Linked DNA regions of Mus musculus: region 1 is linked to region 2. A link is a contact called in public Hi-C data. All regions are on one chromosome and are shown on one strand. Each heading gives the region's core, a stretch centred on a gene start, on an enhancer-like site or on the middle of the called end of the contact. The rest is flanking DNA. Distances are from core to core; before and after follow the strand shown. Region 1 holds the start of Enpp1 (ectonucleotide pyrophosphatase/phosphodiesterase 1). Region 2 overlaps Enpp1 (ectonucleotide pyrophosphatase/phosphodiesterase 1).

The links. A called contact is a pair of places that touch in the nucleus more often than the background predicts.
Region 1: a contact with region 2 is called in a Hi-C map of olfactory sensory neurons, with 2.2 times the contacts expected there. The contact joins the promoter of Enpp1 here to the enhancer-like site in region 2. A contact is called at or near these places in 7 of 39 promoter capture datasets (the 3T3-L1 cell line, 3T3-L1-derived adipocytes, hematopoietic stem and progenitor cells and 3 more), 1 of 15 datasets of contacts at CTCF or cohesin (the NIH/3T3 cell line), 8 of 484 Hi-C or Micro-C datasets (the G1E-ER4 cell line, embryonic fibroblasts, embryonic stem cells and 3 more), 5 of 115 datasets of contacts at active chromatin or transcription factors (cardiomyocytes, embryonic stem cells and neural progenitor cells) and 2 of 9 other capture datasets (adipose tissue and embryonic stem cells).

Annotation. Positions count from the first base shown.
Region 1 is chr10:24,707,976-24,713,741 of GRCm38.p6, forward strand. Enpp1 (ectonucleotide pyrophosphatase/phosphodiesterase 1) reads right to left here and starts at 4,184. Exons shown (of 25, transcript NM_008813.4): 1 at 3,831-4,184. The coding sequence starts at 4,016.
Region 2 is chr10:24,675,941-24,681,736 of GRCm38.p6, forward strand. It overlaps Enpp1 (ectonucleotide pyrophosphatase/phosphodiesterase 1), which reads right to left. Exons shown (of 25, transcript NM_008813.4): 2 at 3,248-3,320; 3 at 1,973-2,089; 4 at 38-163. Among named protein-coding and RNA genes, the nearest start is that of Enpp1, 33 kb to the right of the region's middle. Within about 2 kb of position 2,296, at least 3 of the 459 cell types and tissues checked have an H3K27ac peak or open chromatin away from gene starts, as enhancers often do. A contact at or near this core is called in olfactory sensory neurons, where this site is marked.

The DNA of each region.
Region 1 (5,766 bases), core at 2,934-5,433, 34 kb after region 2:
TTTTGGCCTTTTTATATATCCTTGTCTGGCCACACCTGAGTTGTGTGTGCCAATGGGGAAGAAAGCTCAGGGTTACATTTCTGATCCTGAACCTAAATTACGACAGGCTTAGCACGGGCTCTGCTTAGGCATGCTGGCTCTCATTCATCCCGGTCATTCATGACTTCTTCCATCACCGTCATCCAAATAAAATACTATCCCCGTTTTTATCTTACCTATCCGAGTTACAGCCGAGTGCCAAGTATGTTTGGATTCCTCACATTCTGACTTTATAACTGAGTGTTCTGTCTTCCCATGATTCTAACTAGAAATAAAGTGTGTAGTGTATTCATTCAACCAACCAAATGCTGATGGCAGTCAGGTACTATCAGAGACCCAATAGAAACACAATGAACCCTGGGCTCCTTGGTCCTCCGTACACATTGGAGCATTTGAAACAAATGCCTTTAGAGACAAATTTTAGACTGTTCTAGCTTTGGAGATAGCCTGGTCATCTTGAAATAAAATGCTAAAGCCATGGAAGGCACATGTTAAATTTGAAAGTCAATGGACAATGTCGATCCAAACCCGACTGAGAGAGTTATTCTGAATACTGTAGGATAGATATGGGAAGAGGGAAGAAGCTAGAGAATTAACCCTAGTCTAGCTAGACCAAGGCCAACTTCTACCTCTTAGAAAGAGCTCTTTAACGGGAGTAATGCTTTAGAAGATCTACTAGAGCTCACACTGCAAACTACTTGAAAGCTACTAGTCCTTTTAGAACTAGAATGGGGAGCAATGGTATTTTAGATAAATACCTGAGCCCAACTTTAGGAGTGAATATTTCAGTTCAAACTTGATCTGGACCTAGGCAAGGGCATTTCATATGTAACTGCTATACTTCAGATTGCAAATATCTACCCAAAGCTTCATGAGATAAAACTCTTAGTCCACAGGGCAGTGCTATCAGGAGGTGGGAGATTCTAGAATCTACCTCGTGGGAGATTCGTGGGTCATGGATGGTGTTCAGTCAAAGGGGACTGTGGGATCCTAGGCTCCATCTGTGTTTGCTCATCCATCCTCATTTCCCCCTCCAACACCCAGCGCTCTCAGCAGAGGCCCAAAGTAATGTACCGGAACCTCTGCTACCCTGATTTCATACCACGATCTGCTCAGCCTTTTCCCTTGGCAACTTAATTATCAACGTAGTTCAACGCAGCCAGGGAATGCTAACACACGTACGTCACAGAGGACACTGAGAGCAGTGCCTGTTTTTCTCTCTTGCTGTTTCCTTAGACCTGCTGAGTACCTAGGCAGAAAGTCCTGAGATGAAGCATCACCCAGGCAAGCAAGGCTAGGACGAGATCCCCATTCTCCGTTGACTCTGATGTAACTACATTCTTTTCACTAATTAGAGAAAATCTAAGAAAAGCACACGATCGTATCATCACTACTTCATCCTCCCCCTGCAAGCAGCCCTGTGATTATCCTGTCCGATTAGAATCCTGTGGCCAGGGAGTGGGGGGCCTCCCTGATCCTAACCCCAGGATGCAATTAGTCCAACCTGATTCTTCAACTTCATACAAAATGTGCTGATGCTTAATCTGAAAAAAGAAACAAGATAAATCCAATAATTAAGGCTGTCTCTCGAAAACATGTCCCAGAGCTCTTTGATGACAGTCGTCAAATTCCTTTGAGGGCTTCTGATAGAGGGTTATTAAAGTAGAGGAGGAAAAGAGAAAAAATAGGTTTCACTTCCAGCTGAGTCCTGAACTAAGAGCTCCAGTGAGAAGCGGCTTATATTTTATGCCTCTCTGGAGTCCATCAAAAGACATAAAGCTGCAGCTGGAGAGATGGCACAACAGGTAAGTACCTTGTTGCTCCTACAGAGGACCCAGGTTCAGTCCCCAGCACCCACATAGTGGCTCACAACCATCTGTAAACTACAGTTCCAAGGAATCCAACATCCTCTTCTGGCCTCTGTGGGTACCAGGCACACACACACAAGGTATACAAACATACACACATGTATACATATATGTATATACATATGTATATATGTGTGTGCGTGTTCATGTGTGTGCATACATACAATGGAATTGGAGGAACTATTACATTACTCTGGGCCTCTGTTGAGAACATTGGACAGCTGGAGTGGGGGATATTTATATATATGTGTGTGTGTGTGTGTATAATATATATTTATATAAATTATATATGTAATATATTCACACATATATGCTAAACAGTCACACACATAAACTAAAAATATATAAATATCTAAAAATTATCTGAGACAAGAATTTGTTCTAATTCATAAAATATGCCGTAACCAAATATACCAAATATTCATAGTTGATCTGTTTGAGGAGATTCTAGGGCATGCAGCAATTTCTGAAGTGTGCCATCAGAGCCGTTTGTAATGCTGGAATACTGGCCAACCAAGCGACCGCAGGTGTCAGAGTGAAAACTCTGTGATCTACAGGTGGACCTGTGCTGACATCTATTGTGGGCCTGTATGCAAATGAGTAAAACTGAATTCAATAACTGGAAACCCTTCAATGACTTATAGTAAGTTTATAAATATGCCTTACAATTTCATAAACATTCAGTGTGTCTTCATTGAGTATCTCACAGTAGGTAAGAGTACTGAAACTCAATAATTTAAGTAGTCCTGTAACAATTGCGATCTTCCATTAAAAAACATACAACAAAAAGTCTTACTAGACTCAAACTCACTAAATGCCCATCAATATCATATGAGTGACATACGATACAAAATTATATCCTGGGAGACAGCCGCCTGCGGTTTGGGAGACTTCTTTGAACCTCAGACTTATTTTTAAAAAACTAAGGATATGACACCATCCCTTAAGTCTCGGGATTCTGGTTCTCAAAGTGCTACGGTGTCTGCATAGAACCTAAGAACAGTGGAAATGGAAATGATGTCAAAAGGAGACTTTAAACATCGGAAAGATTTTTCCACAAAACAGCGCTCAAGCCAGAATGTGTAAGAATATGTTTTAGGGTGTGCTAGTCACAGAAAGCTGTGGTTTGCACGTACTATAAAATAACTAACTACCTCCTCCTTCAGTTCTGAATTTATTTCCCGCAGTCAGTCCCATTGAAACTATGCTATGCGCTCTCATTTTAACACAACACAGCGGAGCTTGAGAAGAATAATGGAAGTCCCCACCAATACTTAGAACCACCACACAGGACTCAGCCTTTCTGACCCAAGGAAGATCCCGAGTGAAAATCGGCGTCCTGTTTCCAGAAGTTGGTTGTGGATGCTACAACTGGTCTAACAGAAGAGCAGAGGGATATAGCAGGCAACTGTGCCTCCGGGCAACACACAAACAGCGCTGTCTGTGGTTCAAAGAGTGGGCAATGAATCCCGGGCCTCTTCCCAGTCACATAAACATGAACGTCAATGGGGCTTCTAAATAACTGTCTGGAAATACCACTACAGAGCCAAGCATGGGTGTTTTCTAAAGTTCCCGATACTTTCAAAAGCTGTGATAAATCTTTCAACTGCAATAAATTCACCTAAAGCCACGAGCACCACCTGTACCCTGACCTACGCCACCTAAAAGACTACAAACATCGCTGCGCTATCCTAAGACTAGCCGATTTTTTGTTTCCGCCTCCAAATGTCCTGTATTCTCTGGGGGAAGAGGACGGTATGTCAAGGTGACTATTTTAGCAGCCTGCTCCTGCTGGGAGAGGGGTAAGGACCCTGCAGGTCACCCGGTGCCGGCGCAGGAGGCGCCCACGCTCTCCCATGCCGGGTGCCGACCTGCTCGCTCTCGCCCCTCCCGGGTGTCGGGTCGCGGCAAGCACCGACCTACCAGCGACAGCACTTTGTAGGTGTTGGGGTCTTTGGCAGGGCGGGCACGCTCCGCCTTCTCCAGCGGCTCCTCTCCTAGGTCCATGGGCGCGAGCAGCGAAGCCGCGGCTGGTGACTCGAGCTCGCGACCGTTTCCCGCTGACCCGTGCCGGGGCCCGTGCCCTGCCTGGTCGCCGTCGCGCTCCATCGCCCCGCTCTGCCCCCGCGGGCCGAGCTTTAATAGGCTCGCAGCCCCGCCCCGCCCCGCGCCGCCCCCGCCAGACCCTTGGCTCCCAGCCCTCGGCCAGCGCTCCGGCCCGAGCCGCTCAACGCCCCGGGTATTTGGCTTCCTGTCTGATTTCGGGCCCTGGGCGCGTGGGCTATTTTGGGTCCCTGACGTGGGCGTGTCTTTAACTTCCACCCCAAACCCTGTCCCCGCCCGCGATCGTGGCACCCTACGAACCCTTGCGGAATCCCCCCGCGTAGCCCAACGAGGACTGGACTGGAATCGCTGTGTGGTCTGCAAAGAGTGTGAGATCTTGGAGCCCCAAAAGTGAGAGGATGCAGCGACCCCCGAGGTCTCAAAGGCCGGACACCGGTGGCCGGGAGCAGACCTGCTTTGACCAGGGAAATGCAAACGAGCGCGTGGGGAGGTGACTTTCTTTTTCTCCCACAAGTGCAAACGAAAATTCTCTACCTGGAGCTGCTAAACGTGGGGCACGGGGTTTACACAACACTGATGGGTTTGCACAAACACACATATGGGATGTGTGGCGTCCGGGGTTGCTATCCTATTATATTTACATATTAGCTATTTTAGACTTCCGGAGGCTTCCGGGTGTCTGTGTCTTGCTTCTCCGAAGTCAGCACTTTAATTGATGAGCAGAATCAAGACTCTAACTCTATGTGATGAGCTTATTTTTAAAACAGAACGTGAGCAGTAGGCTTTAATTCTTGATGGGATTTGTTTCACCTTTGATTCTTCAGCTTTACACTCCTTCCCATCAGCAAAACCACACCTCCCAGAACCCAAAAGCAGAAGCAATGTGACTGAACACAGTGACTAAGAAAAATCACAAATTAACAAGACATCCCTTACCTGCTTTGTTTATATACATCACATTATATCACATTCACTTTTGAAGTTTAACGGGTGTAAATTGGGTTTGTCCCCTCTCAAACTGTCAGCACGGACTGGGGAGGGCAATCAACAGGTAAAGTTCTGGTATTCGCAAGCATGAGATTCTAAGGGCAAATCCCAGACTCCAAAAACCCTGTAGCCTGAGCTTGTAATCCCAAAGTAGGAGGCAAAGGCATATGGATCCCAGGGATGGCCAGCCAGCCAGCCTAGCCTATTTGCTAAGTTCAAGGCTAATAAGAAAGGGTCCCAGAAAAAGGTGAGCTGGGCTTCAGACGAATGACAACCATTGGTAGTTCTGACTTCCACTTTCATGCATGTGTGCAGATACAAACCGGAACACAGACATACAGAGAGAGAGAGACACACACACAGAGAGATAAAGAGAGGTAAAAATAAATTAAAACAATGTGAACACTTTCAATTTGTTCTGACTTCATTCATTCAGACATTTAATAATGAATCAACATTTTGAATGCCATATGTATTAAAATGTGAACATTTTCATATATATGCATATATGTATATATAGTATGGGGTGAGTCAGCAAGGGGCTAGAGTAGGATTAAACCGTAGAGAGAAGGGTCTGCATATAGATACCCAAGCCACACAGTAGGACCAATGAGTGACAGCAGGAGAAAAGGCCACCCTCAAAAGCAATCTTTAGTTTATTTTTTATTATTATCACTACATTACAAACCACCCACTAGAAACAGGTCCACCATTTCATACTCAAACATACTTTTTACCCCAAACTTGGTTCTGGGTTGTTTTTTTTTTTTTATTATTTGAATGTTTCCATAAACCAGATGGAAGGCCA
Region 2 (5,796 bases), core at 1,046-3,545:
CCCAGGCTCCAGGAGGGCCCAGGGTAGGGAAACTGACCTTGGCACACAGAACTGTAGTTGATGCAACAGTCATTGTGGGTTTTGCAGTCGTCTGCACAGGAGCACACGAACCTGGACAGCCTCTTCTCACCGCACCTGAATTTGTTGCAAGTCCATATATGTGCTAGAAACCAGCATCAAACAAACAAACAGATACTTATGATTCAAGTTCAACACATCTGTAAAAATCAACACCATTTTGGACAAGAGGATAAGAGATGATCACTCATTTTATAACTGACCCCTGAGATTCTGCTTCCGCCCAGCCTTTCTGAGCTAACAGATGGCAAACACGCAGGCACCTAGCAGTAATATTTCACTAGAAACCTGGGATTTCATTGTTTTTAAACTGGGGCACATCATCATTATTGTACAAACATAAGAAAACCCTTGCTCATTCCAGCAGCCATTTTCAGGGTTCCCAAAGTTAAATCTAGAACTATGCATGCTAGTAAACAACTAGGAGAATGCAGGAGAATGGCAACTTGGAGGCCAGCCAAGGCTATAGAACAAGAGTCTTGTGTCAAAAACAACACAAAATAAAAAAAAACCCAGCCAAACCCCCCCCAAAAAAAATCCCTAAATTTTTACTTCTATCTCAATTTTTAGTTTCAATTGTTTTATTTATTTATTTATTTATTTATTTATTTATTTATTTATTTATTTATTATTCTGTAACATGACCCCATCCAGTTCTGAGGCTGAGGCAGGTTTATTTTTTTTCCCAATCTGATTTTATACCATGCATGTAATTACATGTAATGGTATGCTTTTAATTACATGCATATAATAGGGGCAGTTCTAGGTTGATGAACAAGCAAGACAATAGATACAAATAATCAAGGAACAAGCAAGGCAATAAACAAAGTCCCCTGACCACTCCCGTGATTGCTGTTTCTAAGGGCTTATCAGGATGACCAAGATATCTGAGCCTACTTCCCTGTCCTAGCCTAAAGTCATATTCTTGCCTGAAGCCTACTTCTTTGTTCTACCCCAAAAATCAGATTCCTGCCTGAGCTTACTTCCTTGTCACGGCCCAGTGTCAAATTCCTGCCAAGTGACTCCAAAAACCTCTCAATATATCCCCCTTTTTTATTTCATAAACAAGACTGTGTCTGTCTTGGGTTGTTCTGACAAGAATCCCGTTGTGGAATATGCATTATCAAAAGCAATGCACTTCTGTCTTAGGCTCTGTGCAGAACTTACCATCTTTGACTGCCAGCCTGTTAAATTAATAACTCTGGAGGTTCATTTTTAGTTTCAAGCCATGTATTTTGGCCACCAACATATTGCTGTTGTTAAAGGCAAGTTTTATCACAATGGTCAAGAATAAAAGTATTCCCAGGACAAGAAGGACTATCATGATCAAGCCATATATGCCATTCTTGAAGCTTGACCAAGATGGAAATACCAACCTCAGGCCATGAATAATTTTGTCAGCAATATCTGCAGCATCAAAGCTCAGCAAAGCAGCATTCTTTAAATTCATAATCTCACTTTGCTAAAACATCCAGAAGTGTTAGAATTATAATACCCTGCAAGTGTCTTTAAACTTTTTCCCAATTATAATGTTTATAATTGGGAAAACGAAGTTGGGTATGTTGGAGATAAGCTTTTGAGCTCTGTACTCTGGGCAGAGGCAGGTGAATCTCTGTGAGTTAAAGTCTAGCCTGGTCTATATAGCAAGTTCCAGAACTACAAGGAGAAACCTTGTTTCAATAAACAAATGAGCGAACGAAGAACGAAGAACGAACGAACGAACGAACGAACGAATGAATGAATGGCGTCTAAAAAGAAAAATCATTGAGTTAATCCAACCACAGACAGAAAGATGCACAGCTTCCGGGAGATCTTTTCCTGACCTCCGTGACTCCACCCCTTTTCGTGACTCCACCCCTCCCTGTAACCCCGCCCCTTCTCCCACCACACTTACTTGGTTCCACACAGGTCTCCTGGAAATCCAGACAGCAGTTCCCAAGGCTGACACAGGCAGCATCACAGCGACAGTTGCTGAACGTCCTTTCAAAGCAGCGGCCTTTGCAACTTTTTACTGAAAATGATGAATAAGTCAGGTGGTGTCAATCACAAAATTACAACGCATACACGAGCTAAGGCACACCTGAGTCAAGATGCCACCACTGTGGAGTGTAACTCACATCTGGCGCTTGGAAACCAGGACATTCTACAAGGAGAAACTAAAGTGAGGAAACTGACTTTCCTAGATCTACCTGAAGAAGGGGGCGGAGCGTGGAATCGCAGTAACTGCTGTTGCGTCATATGCATCTGACAACTGTTAAAACAGTGCATGCTACGCTACCCTGAGCTCAGATTAGGTAACACAAAAGCCCACCTTTTCATTTGTATTAAGCTTGAGTATATCTGCTCTAGGGTATACTAACCAGACAGGTAAAATTGGCATATTTCAAACAATCACTAAACATTTAGACGAGTAATATTATAATAGCAGGATAGTTGAACAGGACAAAAATGTATGCAATTCAACCCTACCATATGGGATACGGGGGGAGACATTACCGAATCAAAAGAATGACCACAGAAATTGCCTGTGGTTTGCTTTCATTACCTATATGGTGTTTTTTTTGGTGTTATATAGAGCCTGTTCTTGATACTAGGAAAACACAATTAGAAGTGTGATGAGTTCATTACTACTTTGAAATTAGCAATGGCAGAAATATCTTAAAAACTCTCTTGAGACTCTGTCACTTAGGGATGCTAACTGGTCTCCTAGTAACCTCCAGAGCTGCTTTAGCAACCAACTACTTGGGGCTTTGGAGGAACCTCTGGTCATGTCTTCGTGGTTTTTCTTTAGGGGTGGAGAGTTGTTTTTTGGTCACAGACTCTACTCCACATTTTAATATAAAAATTTGTAAGCAAAAAAGACCCTTTGTATGGCCAAAATAAGATAGGACTTTAGGAAGAGTGCTTAAACCAGCATCAAACTTATGAAAATTTCAACATCTGTGGAGTATGCACAGGACTTGAAGATTACAGTTGTCTCAATCATATCATAATGCCAAATACACACACACACACACACACACACACACACATGCACATATACATATAGATGTAATCATACACATATGCAAACACAGAGAAACACACAGAGACACATACACACAGAGATGCACATAGGCACACATGCATCCACAGGCACAGACACACAGAACCCCACAACATTAATTACCTTCTTTGGCGCAGCTTGGTTTCAACCCAAATATACAACCAAGAATTGTTGTTAGCACACATACTGACAAAACCTGTAAGGAGAGAAAAAGACTGTTAGAGCCTTCTGACATCCTCCTATTCCCCCAACTTCATCCCTTTCCATGTCTCTGACTTTGCAGTGTTTCCAGATGTGGCAGCTGATCACAGGGACAGGCTCATTTTTTAAACATTTCAGACCACATACTTGTGATTTATGTCCTGTTCTGGAGATGGTGATAAACGTCAGACAGCAACTTTCTAAATCATCCAAAGATAATGTAACACTTGGCTCACACAAAGGAATTAGCCAGAAGAAAGTTGTAATCCTTAAAAGAAGGAAATCTATTGAGACTCCACTTCTTACTGCCATCTAGGAACGTGCTAGCCGTGACCTCACAAACCTAAACCCAGAACAGCACCCTCAGATGTGCCATGCATGGGCATGGGAATGACCACTGGGCCACAGCACTGCCATGAGCTGGTAGTATGAGCTGAAGGGGTTCATAAGGTCTAAGCATCTGCTTATTCATCTGTAAAAGCAGAGAGCTGGACTGTACCAATCTCTCAGGATCCTTCCAGGGTTTCTGTTTTCTCACCTTCTCCCTCCCCGTGATTCCTGCCTTTAATATTTAAAATGACTGAGCTTGGAACCCCTAAGGTCAACAACAAGTTTTGAGGGTCAGAAGACAAAGGAGGAAAATAATCCACAGAACAACACCCCCCCCCCACTGCGTGCGCCCACCTTTTCCAAGTTGGCATTTCCTTCAAAGCACCCTAGAATGTCAGCTCACAGGGCACTTCAGCATTCACAGAGAAAGGACTGTAAGCAAAAGTGCTTTGGGACTAAGGGAAGTGTAAGTGCTACCTCCAAGAGCAAGCTCCGGAGCGTGCGAGGGACGGTGAAGACAAAAAACCCTAAACATAGACACAGCAGTCTCCCTTTATCTGTGCCTTCACTTTCCAATTAGTTACCCACAGCCAACCATCATCAGAAAATATTAAAAGGAGAATTGCGGAAATAATTATTTTTTAAATCGTACAATATTTTAAATAGTCATAGAATGTGTCATTGTGCTGTCTCTCTCTAGACATACACCATTTTTTAATGTATCTATGCTGTATGCACTGTCAGTTTTATGAGTATCCAGGGCTTTCAGATACCCTGACATAGTACTGTAGTGCTTGCATTCAGGGAACCCACGATAGCAGCCTAAGGCCATGTCCCAGAGCCTCCTCTACCCACCTTGCTTTATCTCATCACAAGCAAGACGAGGACGGTACAAGTAGATACCTTGAGAAGAATCAAATTCCCATAACTTTTATGACATTATATTGTTATGGCTGTTTCATTATTGTTTTGATGTTATTTTATTAGTTTTAATGTAAATATGTGTCTACTTTTTAAGTTTGGCTTTATTAGGTAGATGAATAGAGAAAAAATATAAGATATAGAGATAGACTGGTATACAGATGATACATAGATAGATATAAATATAAATATATAGATGATATAAATATAAAGCCCAGTACTACCCCAGTTCCAGGTATCCACTGAGGTACTGAACATACTTGTATATACTTGTATATCTTGTATTTGTATATATGTAGTCTTGCATATGCCTGGTATAACTATTAGTATATCCATAAAAAACGGAGACTTATCAGAGGAAGACATGAATAGCAACTACCTGAGGACAAATGAACAGAATAAAGTATCAGAAAAGGTACTGATGAAATTCTCTGGTACTGTCCATACGGTGACAGAGATATGTGATGCCACAGAAAGGAATGAGCATGCATCTTTTCAAAACATCAAAATCCCTTTTGCTGTAAATTATCCGTATAGAGGATAAGCTGGCAGAAGTACTCATCTGTATTTCACACACTGTAGCGCAAACACTAAGCAGTAGAGAACTAAAGTCTGCTTTGTAGAATTCATCTGAGCAGTTCAGACCTATGTGTGTGCTCCCTGCCCATCCTTTGCATAACTTACAATACGAAATAAAGATCGCTTCTGTGCTGTGAAGAGTCCTTTTGCTTCCTCAGTGCACAGTGCTATCCCACTGTGATCCCTCACTCCTGGGGTTCCCCAGTCTTATGGGCACAAGCACACTCCTCATATAAGCCCATGCGGCAGCCCTCACGCCATTCCTCCGCCTTCCTGTCTTCATCCAAACTGTGGTAATGTCAACAGTCTCACATAAGCTATGCCCTCCACAACTCTATCTATATTTGTTTGAATTTGATTCCAGTACTATCATTTTTTTAAAGGATTTATTTTATTATATGTAAGTACACCGTAGCTGTCTTCAGACACTTTTCTCTCTCCGGCCCCGCTAGCTCCAGCCCAAAGATTTATTTATTTATTATATGTAAGTACACTGTAGCTGTCTTCAGACACCCCAGAAGAGGGCATCAGATCTCATTACGGATGGTTGTGAGCCACCATGTGGTTGCTGGGATTTGAACTAAGGACCTTCAGAAGAGCAGTCAGTGCTCTTAACCACTAAGCCATCTCTCCAGCCCTGG